Linked DNA regions of Mus musculus: region 2 is linked to region 1. The links are chromatin contacts, called in public promoter capture Hi-C maps. All regions are on one chromosome and are shown on one strand. The core of a region is the stretch at or near the end of the contact, and the rest is flanking DNA. Distances in the headings are between cores, read along the strand shown. Region 1 holds the start of Snhg20 (small nucleolar RNA host gene 20). Region 2 holds the start of Gaa (glucosidase, alpha, acid).

Region 1 (5,404 bases), core at 1,387-3,886:
CATCTCCCGAGTGCAGAGACAGTACCAGCTTCAGTATCCTCAGTGCACACAGGTGAGCAGATCCTAGAATAGCCAATGTCTGTCAGGTAATCCTACTGAAGAGGGCTAGGCCAGCCCAGAAGGCCATGGGATCCCAGAGACCTTGGACATCTCCTGTCCAGACAACCCTTGCTACTCAATTTCCTTGAGAACACTGTGCTCCGCAGCCCCTACATTCCATAATGAAATATTTGGATAGCCCTGTGCTTTGTGCCCAAAAAATCTGGAAAAGGGGCCATTTAACACACACTGGCCATACAAACCCACACTTGCTACAGTGGCGAGCACAGAAACCACCAAGAGCGTGAAGAAGCTGGGTGTGGTGATAAACACCTTTCACCACAGTACGTGGGAGGCAGGTGGATCTGGGTTCCAGGCCAGTCAGGGCTGCGCAGTGAGATATCATTGAACAATGGAAACAGAGTGAGTTCAAGCTCCATTTATTTACAGCCACTGAACACAGCCACTGTCCTCAGCCAGTGAATACCCAAAAACAGCAAATCAAGAGTCAAACCCAACAGGTCCAGGAGCACGCAGTAGGGATACACACAGTAGGGCCGGATCCTCACTCAGTGCACGCAGACAAAGCTTCTAGTCAAATGACCTAAAAAAAAGAAAATTCACCACCAGTCGTCATTAAACCTGGAATCTCAACGTTTAGTTAAAACCACCAGAACGCAAACCACGCCCCAGGGTGGGGGTACAAGGTGCTCAGTCTTTTTAATTTCCTGTCCTTCCAAATGGATAAAAACTGCTGACACCCGGGGCTGGCCACCCACCCAGTGACTTCCAGAACCTTCTCTGCCCAGATTTAACTGCAGGCTTTCCTTGGAAACCTGCTGGTTGACAGATGCAGAAACGAGGCCTCTGCAGCTCAGCACAACTTGAAATCCATTCCTATTTGACCTCCCTCCCCTCCAGCCATGTCTGACTCCAGCATGCCTGTGTTCCTGACCCCATCTGTACCTCCCTCACAGGACCGCCATAGTCCCTGTGTGCTGTCTCTTTCCAATTGCCTTCCATGACTTGTTGATGTCTACCTGAACAGATGCAGAGTCCCGTGTAACAAGCAGGACCTTCTCAAGACACACTAAGCATATGTCTATCATTGAGCCACACTCCAGCCTGGCTCCCGTGCCCCTGAAGAGCATGTGACAAGCCTGAACTATGGCAGATTCCTCTTGTCATGGTTTTTCCGGAAGTATGCCACACCCAGGACCTTCAAAATGGTGACCACTGGCCCCATGTGGCTACTCAAAATGCAAACGCCCAGTCCTTCAACCACACTGAAGAGACAACCTAGTGGGGCCCACGGTCGCTCAGGTGAGTCCTGGGGAACGATTTCTGTTTGTTTGGGTTGTACTGGTGTCTTGTCCAGTGACGTCTGGAGTCACAACTGTATGCATCTTTGTTTAAGCTCCACGTGGGTGGGACAGACACCCAGGAGTAGAAGACTTCCTAGCATGCATATAGCCTTGAGCTTTATCCGTACATCCCATAAACCACGTGTGCTCGAGGATGCCGGTCATCCAGGCGGCTACCAGAGGCAGAGGAAGGAGGATTAGAAGTTCAAAGGCTGCCCTCAGCTACTTAATGAGTAAAGGCCAGCCTGGGCTAAGTGAGACCCTATCTCAGAGCGGGGTGGTGCAGTTGCTGGAGAGATGGCTCAGCATTGAAGCTGAACACTTGTTGCCCTCTTAAAGGACCTGGGTTCAGTTCCCAGCATCCACACCGGGGCTGACAATACTCTATAATGCCACTTCTGGGAAATCTGGTACCCTCTTGTGACCCCTTGGGGGCACCAGGCAAACATCCACACTCTAAAATAAAATAAAATAATGAATACGTCTTTTTTCTCTTTTTTATCTAAAGTGAGGGGCTTGAGTAATGGTCAAATATTTGCTTTTGGAGGACTGTGCTCAGTCCCCACAGCTTCAGCAGGGCTCCTGTTTGCAGTATCATACATGACCACCAAACTGCTGCTAGGATGTCCACACCTGTTACTGCAAATTCTAACCCCAGGGAAGAGGTTCCTCCTCCTCTGGGATTTTACTTTAGGTCAAGGTCGGGCTGTCTGGTACGGGGCTGCACCCACCTCGGGCGGGTACAGCCACACAGGAGCCTTTTCCCAGACCGTCGGCCTCAGGTCACCGTCCCACCCCCAAGGATTGACATACCTGGGCCAACCAAGCTCAAGTCACTGGAAACGCTCCTCGGGAGGAAGGAGCTTGTGCGTGCTTCCGTCTAGTCGTTGGGGGATGTGGTTCATTTCCTGGGTGGGGAAATAAAAAGACAATTTAATACAATTCTGTGTAAGCGGACGAACCCGTGCGGCGCCTGCAACACAGAAGCAGCCAGTGCCCCGCCGATGGCGGCCCGGGCCTAGGGCCTTCCTACAACTCCAGCCCATCCCGCGATCGCGTGCCGGCCCGGGGTCAGCCTCCTCCCATGGGAGTCCCGGGAGAGGTTTCTGAATCCCACGATCGCCTTCGGGAGGCTCCACGGCGCCCCCGAGCCACGCTGCGCAGGATGCATCCCCTCTGCACGGAGCACGCGAGTTCTCCTCCCCGGCGGAACCAGCTCTGCAAATGCACTTCCGGCCGGAACTGAAGATTTACCATCGAGACGGCCGCTAGAAGGTCGCTCTGGCCTTCGGGTCATCCAGGTCGGCCTTAAAGGGGCCGCGTTCTAGACGCGGTTAGAGCGGCCAGAGTTCCACGCGGCGGTGGGACCTCGTCTACAGGGGCGCAAGCGGGAGGGACTCCCTACTCTTGGGCGGCAGGAGCTAGCCTAGCCACTGACCCTTTATCAATCACGCAGCCCTGTGCAGACCAAAAAGTTGACTTTCCCGAGCCCAGTCAGCCCTGTTGTGGCAAAGGCAGTTGAAACCCAGCTGGTTCTGTTGCAAACCTGTGTGTGACCTTCCATCACAGTATAAACCCATAGGTGGTATCAACTGATACCCGTTGACGTCAGCACCCTCTTGATCCAAAGGCTTCCCAAAATCGCACCTCTGACCTGACCGCCGCAGGACTGTATCTAGAATCATGCCTTCAGCAGAGACCTCCCGAGGAACATGACACCGTGGTCCAGCAAAGGGTTAGTTAGATCTGTGATGTGGCATCTCTGGGCTAAGACCTCCAACCTCCAAAGTGGCATCCAAGTCCTGCATGCAGGTCCAGGTTTCAATCATCCCAAGGTATCCCAGGGGCCAATGGGAAATCCCACGAAAAAAAATTGATCAATAATGCCAGGGCCAAGTCGGTGCTATGTAGTAATTTCCTCCGAAACATCTCACCCGGAGGGAAGCTTGAGAAAGTGCGATCCGGATAGTCCTTAAGACTCTAAGACTCGGAAAATAAGTGACAAGTCTCAAAAAATTCCTAAAGCTTACCAGATTCACAAGGCCCCGCCCTCCTTAATGAGGAGAGACCCTCCGAACTTGTGGAATTAGCCCCAAATCATGCAGAGAGCTCCAGTTTCCAGCTCTCCTGAGCTGTCACTCATGCTGGGCTAGGCTCTTAGTAATGTGAGTGTCTTTGGGCTATCCGTGCTCCTGTGAGTAACCCCAGAAAACTGGCCACTTCATGGGGGCGGGAGGGGCATTTGGTGTCATTGTTACTTTGGTCTGTCATTTAGTAAACAAGGTGGTCTCATCTCCCTAGGGAAAGTGTCACACAGCCATTACCCCTACAGCTGTGGCTCCTTCTAACTGGAATCAAGATCATCTTCAGGTCAGCTAGAGGCGCGGGGAAAGGCAAGGAGAGGGTGCACTCTGTATTTTCAGTAAATGAAGAAAATGACACACGAACCTCATTGAGATGAATGAAGGGTTTTTGCATGTTTCACTGTAATGTGAATCCAACCACTGAATACAGACTCCCCCTTTGAAGGCTATTTTATTTATTTATTGAGATGAGTCTTGTGGATGTAAAAACACAACTGTGGGAAGCCACATGTGCCGTTGCAGAGTGACACTGACTACTGCTGGCCACCACCCATAAGTTTGGACAAACAACCAATGTGTACATATGCAGTAAAGTTTTTTGCAAAGACACTGCCTGGCCTGGGCATGATAATGAGGCTTTGAGAGTATAACCACTCAGATGTGAGACATGCAAATGAGGTATGATAATGAGGCTCTGTGAGGTACAGAGAGAGAATAGCCAATCAGATGAGGAACATGCAAATGAGGCGTAGTGCATAACCAATCCGGGTGTGAGACACGCCTCTCCTAGGCCTATATAAGCAGCACCAGTTCTGGGCTTGGGGTCTCTTCGCCTCTGCAATCAAGCTCTCCCAATAAATGTGTGCAGAAGGATCCTGTTGCAGCGTCGTTCTTGCTGGTCGAGTCCGACGCGCGCAAGACACAACTTTTGCCCCAAAGGAAATAAGAGATAATTTATTCTGGAGCCATTTGTTGTTGTTGTTGTTTTCGAGACAGGGGTTTCTCTGTATAGCCCTGGCTGTCCTAGACCAGGTTGGCCTCGAACTCAGAAATCCGCCTGCCTCTGCCTCCCCAGTTCTGGGATTAAAGGCATGCACCACCACGCCTGGCTCTGGAGCCAAATTTGAGGGACCAAAATTCAGGAAACACAGGGCCAGGTTACTTCAGGTCCATGTCTGTGGGAAATTGCAGGCTGGTATCCAGTTGAGCTGAGGTCTGAACCCCGATGGTCATAATTCACCTACATGACATGGTAGGCGTTCCCTTATGCTCCTGGAACTCTGGCTCCTGCCTAAGTTACCACCTCCCACACCCTCCACAAGAGAAGCATGGTCAGTGGTAAGTAGTCGTGTAAGCAATGGCCCAAGCTTCTGACCTTCAGGCTAAACTCCTCCCCAGTTACCTAGCAACAGTGAAGACCATAAAAGGGGCTGTTAGGCCCCCACCTTGATCTCTTACTCCTTTGTTCCCTTACCTCTCACTTCTCTCTCCTCTTCCCTTTCTCTTTGTCTTCTCCTCTCTCTCTCTTTCTCTCTAGCCTCTCTCTCTCCCTTCTCTCTTTCCCCTGCATTTCTATAATAAAGCTCTTAAACCATAGAAAATCTCTGTTCCATCAAGACCCGCTGCACACTCTGATCAGTGTTGGGAACTTCTTCCCCTATCCTGTCTCTCCTATAACCCCAGGGCGACAGGGTGTGGCCTCGGGGGTCCCTGGTCAGGGACAGCCCCTTCTCCACCCATCAGAGGCTTAGATCTCCACCGGGAGCCATGTGGAAAGTGCCTGGCAGTCTCCCTGAGTCCACCTGCCCAGAGCACAGGCACTCTGGCCGGACATGGCATATTTTCCCTTCCCATTCTCCCTGGGCCTCCCCGCCCCCCCTTTTTTTTGTCCCCACATGAAAGTGGTTTCCTTAGGTT
Region 2 (5,404 bases), core at 1,122-3,621, 2.2 Mb before region 1:
GTGCAGAGGCCCTGGCTTGTAACCTTCCTGGTGGTGAGGTCGGTACGTCTTCCACAGTCCTGAAGAGGACTCATGAAGGTCTTGGGGAAGCAGCATTAACTCCCGAAGCATGAGATGACCCAGGATGACCGCTGTAGTCAGAGAGATAAGGGTGCAGGCCCCAACCACGGAGTTCGAACAGAGGGGCTTCCGTATATTCATGGTGAAAGCCTGTTGGTTCGGGGCAGCATGAATACTTCTGAAGGCCTGAGGAGAGGAGGAGCCAGTATCAGTGTGGGTGGGGTTTCTCACACAACACCCACACACACTGCCAGGAGGTGGAAGGAGGCAGCCAGAGCATCTTCCCCAGAGCAACGGAAGGGAAGACAGAAGCCAGGTACAGGAGACAATGGGAGACTCCTCAGAGGCAGAGGGTGTCTCTGCAGACATGGGCCCACAACACAGGTACAGACAGATGTGAGGGAGCCAGGACTTTATCGCAGGGCCTTCTGTGTAAGAGAAAAGGGTGAGTGGGAAGGTGGAAGAGCCACCACACCCAAGTCCTACCCCAAGGGGAGGAAGTTGGGAGTGAAGAGCCCAGGACTGGGCCACAGGGTTCACTAGCTGCAGGAGTGTGGGCCTTCTGGAAATGGGGCTTGGGTAGAAGGCTGGGGTGACTTCTCCATGTGGTGGGGCTCAGCACAGAGGACGGTTCTCAGGGTCACCAGACACACTCAGGAGATGGCCCGGCTGCAGAAGAGGCAGCTGTGAATACTGATTAGCACTTGGGGACCAACTGTGGCCATTGGTGAGTCAGGGTGCTTCTGGTTGGCAGTGTTTACCCACAATTCCTGTGACTTTCTCCGGCTAGTGGCTCCCCAGTTTTCCAGTCCAGGAGGGGGTTGTTAACTATGACCCGGCTGGGGCTCTGCCACGCCTAGATGCCAGTAAGCCCCAGGTTGCCGCCATACCTCTCTGATGGACTGCCTATAGACCATGGTGGTTCCGAGGACCCCTACACCATGCACCAAGTTTGGCAATTCACTAGACTATCTCACAGAACTCAGAAAAGCACTTCACTTATATTTACTGGTTGGTTGGTTTTGAAAGCTGTAACTCAAGAACAGCCAGAATGAAGAAATGGGTGGAGAACGGTTGGGAGTGGCTCCCAGGCTCCCAACACTCAAATGTGTTGATCAACTGGGATGGTCTCTGAACCCACGTGGCTGCCATGTTGAGACAGGGTCTGCAGTAGCCCAGGCTTGCCTTAACTTGCTATGAAGCCAGGGATGGCTTGGGTCCCTGCCACCATCTCCTACACGCTGGGCTTTCTGGCATTGGAGACCACAGCCAGCTCTGTTCAGTTCTGTGGGCCTTCGGTTACGTAGGCATGACTGAAATCCGTTACCATGGTGAGTGATTCTCCAGCATCTTGAGGGAGTTGGAGTGCTTGCGTAGGCTGCAGTTTCCTACCCTCCAATCACGCCTTGGTCTTTCAGGTGCCCAGCGGCCATAATGAGCCACCATAATGAGCCACAGAAAGATCCAGTGTGTGGATCTGGCTCGAAGACCAGAGACCCATTTTGTCTTTACTGCCGAGTAAGGCCCAGCTCCACCTGGCCCTTCCAGACGTAAGTGACACTGACCATGATTCAGCATCTAAGGACACTCGCAGGCTCAAATTCTGCGGGGCAGGGTGGGAATCTGCATTTTCCAGGACCCTCCAAGGAGGCCGCAGGGCGCAACTCAGAAACACACGCATTAGAACAAAGTCCCAGAAACTGGGAGCAGGCAGCTGAGGCCCGTTCTCTCAGCCACAATTTAGAGAAAAAAACATGGGAAGGAACTGAACTCAGAGGCCACGGCTGACCTGGTGACCTCAAGCTTGCTTTCTGGAAAGCAGCTGGATCGCTGCGTCACCAGGCACAGGCGTGTCCAAATCCAACCTGTCAGACACGGGAGGTCAAAGTGAAGGTTCTCGGTTTCTCTGTGCCTCAGTTTCCCCCTGCGTCACATACACACAGAGCTTTGCCCGCCTGGTACTGCGGGCACGAACTAGAATCCCGGACTTTACCGGAGCCTGCTGTCTTACTAAGGTCACCGTCCGTGGCTGCCTGGGTCGGGGGTCTCACCTATGCCGCGTGTCTCTGCTCGATTCTCCAAAGCAGGAACTCGCTGACAGTCGGCCCTGCCTGCCTGGAGGAGGCCGCTCCTCCGGAGGCTCTGGGGCCGGAGACAGCCTTCACCAGCTCGCCCAGCTCACCTGCGCAATCACCCTCCAGGCCGAAGACCCCCAGGCTCAGCGGGCAGCGTGGGTCACGTGGTCTGTGGGCGGGGCTCGTCCGCGCGGACCTCGTCACACGACCTCCTGCGTAGGCGGCGGAGTCCGTGTGAGTGTTATCGCTGCGCCCCCTAGTGGCTGAGGGCGACAGTGAGCGCAGGTGTTGGAATGGCAGCCATAGGACGTCATCGCGTTGCAAAAGCTCCAGTAGATTAAACCAGCCCAGACCTGGAGTCAGAGTCAAACACGTGATCGCACAGAAAACCTACGATGGTGAAACAGTAAATGATCCGGGGCATTTGATATAAGTATGATGCAGGTCATACATTGAGCCAGAAGCCCGGGGTAGTAGTGCAGGCATGTGATCCCAGCACTCGGGAAGCAGCAGCAAGAAAGATTGACAATTTGAGGCCAGCATACGACACCTGGTGAAACTCTGTTTCAAAAACCAAAGTTGGCAGGCCGGATGTAGATAGGGGTAGAGCACTGGCCTACCATGTGCAAGGCCCTGACTCTCCTGTACTGCTGGGACCACTGGGGGGTGGAGGGGCATTTGTGCCTCTGGCTGTCAAACTTTTGAAACAATGTACACCAAGAAATTCAACGCCCCCCTCCCCATCCCATGCTGGGAGAGGAGAAAGGCCTGAGAAGACGGTGTCCTCAGCTCTGGCAGCTTGTCGGAGCACAGTGTGTGCAGGCAGGATAATGAGAGCCAAGAGGACTGGCCAGCGAGGGAAGGTGGATGGACTCTGGCCAGCTTGAATGTGCTGAGCTTGGCTCTGGCAATCTTTCCCTTGTGCCCATTCCCTCTGCCTTGCTAAAGAAAAACAAAACAAAACAAAACAAACAAACATTAGATTACATTCCTAAAGCTAGCCATCAAGGTCTCTTCCCTTATTTGGCCACTTCCTCCGCCTAAGGCTGACTGCCAGGGGCCAGCTGTTAAAGTATTGAAGTCCAGCAATCCGAAGCCCCCTTTGGTTCATGTAATTAATACACCAAACCAAACCTTACCACCGCATGCTAGCCCATCCTAACACAGGCCTCCCCTTCTCTCTTCTTTTTTTTTTTTTTTTTTTTTTGTGTGGTTTTTTGAGACAGGGTTTCTCTGTGTAGACCAGGCTGGCCTCGAACTCAGAAATCCGCCTGCCTCTGCCTCCCGGGTGCTGGGATTAAAGGCGTGCGCCACCACGCCCGGCCCCTTCTCTCTTCTTAAAAATGACACCAGCAGCCAACAATGGCAGCACACGCCTTTGATCCCAGCACTGTGAGGCAGAAGCAAGTGGAGCTCTGATTTTCAGGACAGCCTGGTGTACATACAGAGTGAGTTCCAGGATAGCCAACGGTACACAGAGACCCTGTCTTGGGCCCGCCCATCCCCCCTTACACCTGCCGAGTCATTTGCTGCTGTTCTTCACCTTTGTTCCTGGTGGCTTGTGCCTATTCTGGGGTCCGACAGGGAAACCCCTGCTCTGCAGAGGTCTCCTAACAGACAGGAGCGTCCCGTGACCAAGCATGCTTGGCTACACAGCTCTTCTGCCCTATTCAGAGTTAGAGCTCACACCAGGACACACCCCCGCCCCCAATTTGTTCCATTCCCATCTGTTTTACCTCCCAAAGTGGCCACACCAACTAAACCCCCTTTCTCTGCTGTTCACTGTTGTCTCTTTAATTGGTACTGGAGACAGGCGGCTGAGCCTAGTTCCCTAGGGCTGTCAGACGATCAGAAAACTCTAAAACAAGCCCAGCCAGAGCTTACAGGTGCACTACTGAAACAGCTGCTGCTTTCACCTTCCTTCCTTCCTTCCTTTCTTCCTTCCTTCCTTCCTTCCTTCCTTCCTTCCTTCCTTCCTTCCTTCCATCCTCCCTCCCCCCCTCCCTCCCTCCGTCGCTCCTTTCTTTTTTTAAAAAAATTTATTTACTATGAACAGTGTTCTTCCTGCACGTCAGAAGAGGGCACCAGATTCCATTACAGATGGTTGTGAGCCACCATGTGATTGCTGGGAATTGAACTCAGGGAACCTGGAAGAGCAATCAGTGCCCTTAACCACTGAGCCATCTCTCCAGGCTAGCTTTCATTTCTAAACAGCAAGTACTGGAGAAGGCCACGTTTCGGTGGGTGTGTCCAGGGCGGGGTAGGCGGGTGAGTGGAGCTCTTGTGTTGGAGCAGGGTGTGTGTGTGTGTGTGTGTGTGTGTGTGTGTTTGTGGAGGGATGAATAGGGTGGGTGGGGCTGGGGTCTCCCCAGCTGCTTGGCTGTTTTTAGATATCAACCTTTTGCTGGGCAGTGGTGGCACACACCTTTAATCCCAGCACTGGGGAGGCAAAGGCAGGCAGATTTCTGAGTTCGAGGCCAGCCTGGACTACAAAGTGAGTTCCAGGACAGCCAGGGCTACACAGAGAAACCCTGTCTCAAAAAAACAAAAAAACAAAAAAGAAAAAAAAAAAAGAAAAAGATATCAATCTTTTTGTTTGTTTGTTTGTTTTTTCGAGACAGGGTTTCTCTGTGTATCCCTGGCTGTCCTGGAACTCACTCTGTAGACCAGGCTGGAACTCAGAAATCTGCCTGCCTCTGTCTCCCAAGTGCTGGGAATAAAGGCTCCCACCACCACTGCCCGGCTTTTAGATATAAATCTTTTTTTTTTTTTTTTCCCGAGACAGGGTTTCTCTGTGTAGCCCTGGCTGTCCTGGAACTCACTTTGTAGACCAGGCTGGCCTCGAACTCAGAAATCCGCCTGCCTCTGCCTCCCCAGTGCTGGGATTAAAGGCGTGCGCCACCACGCCCTGATAGATATAAATTTTAAGGTAAATGTGTCTTAACTCTTCTGACCAGAAACAGCTTTTGTAAACTTTATTTTTTCTGCTGTTCAAGTTTAAAACTGAAATAATCCGTTTCTCATCTACACAAGGAAAAAGGTAACTGGTGCCCAGAAACCCCAGGGTAGGGGAGGCAGAGGTGAAGAAGAGAGGTCAGAGGTCGGTGGATGAGAGACAGGTGTCCCTTTTCTGAAGTAGTTTCTGCTCCATAGGCATTTGCTATCCTTGGACTTCTGGGTCCCACGGCTTCGGTCTTTGGGTTTCTGTCTAATTTAAGGCTTCCTGGGAAATGGGGGCAGGAGAAGGCCGAGCTTTCTGTGGAGTGGAG

The links. Promoter capture Hi-C pulls out the DNA fragments that hold promoters and counts their contacts.
Region 2: a promoter capture Hi-C map of liver shows a contact between it and region 1, with 2.7 times the contacts expected there. The contact joins the promoter of Gaa here to the promoter of Snhg20 in region 1. A contact is called at or near these places in 3 of 39 promoter capture datasets (liver and pre-B cells).

Annotation. Positions count from the first base shown.
Region 1 is chr11:117,074,015-117,079,418 of GRCm38.p6, reverse strand. Snhg20 (small nucleolar RNA host gene 20) reads right to left here and starts at 2,636. Exons shown (of 2, transcript NR_027059.1): 1 at 2,217-2,636; 2 at 464-643. It overlaps Mir6516 (microRNA 6516), which reads right to left and starts at 2,071; the gene lies at 1,962-2,071.
Region 2 is chr11:119,264,930-119,270,333 of GRCm38.p6, reverse strand. It overlaps Gaa (glucosidase, alpha, acid), which reads right to left and starts at 2,371. Exons shown (of 20, transcript NM_008064.4): 1 at 2,112-2,371; 2 at 1-246. The coding sequence starts at 201. It overlaps Ccdc40 (coiled-coil domain containing 40), which reads right to left. Exons shown (of 21, transcript NM_001364767.1): 21 at 5,096-5,404.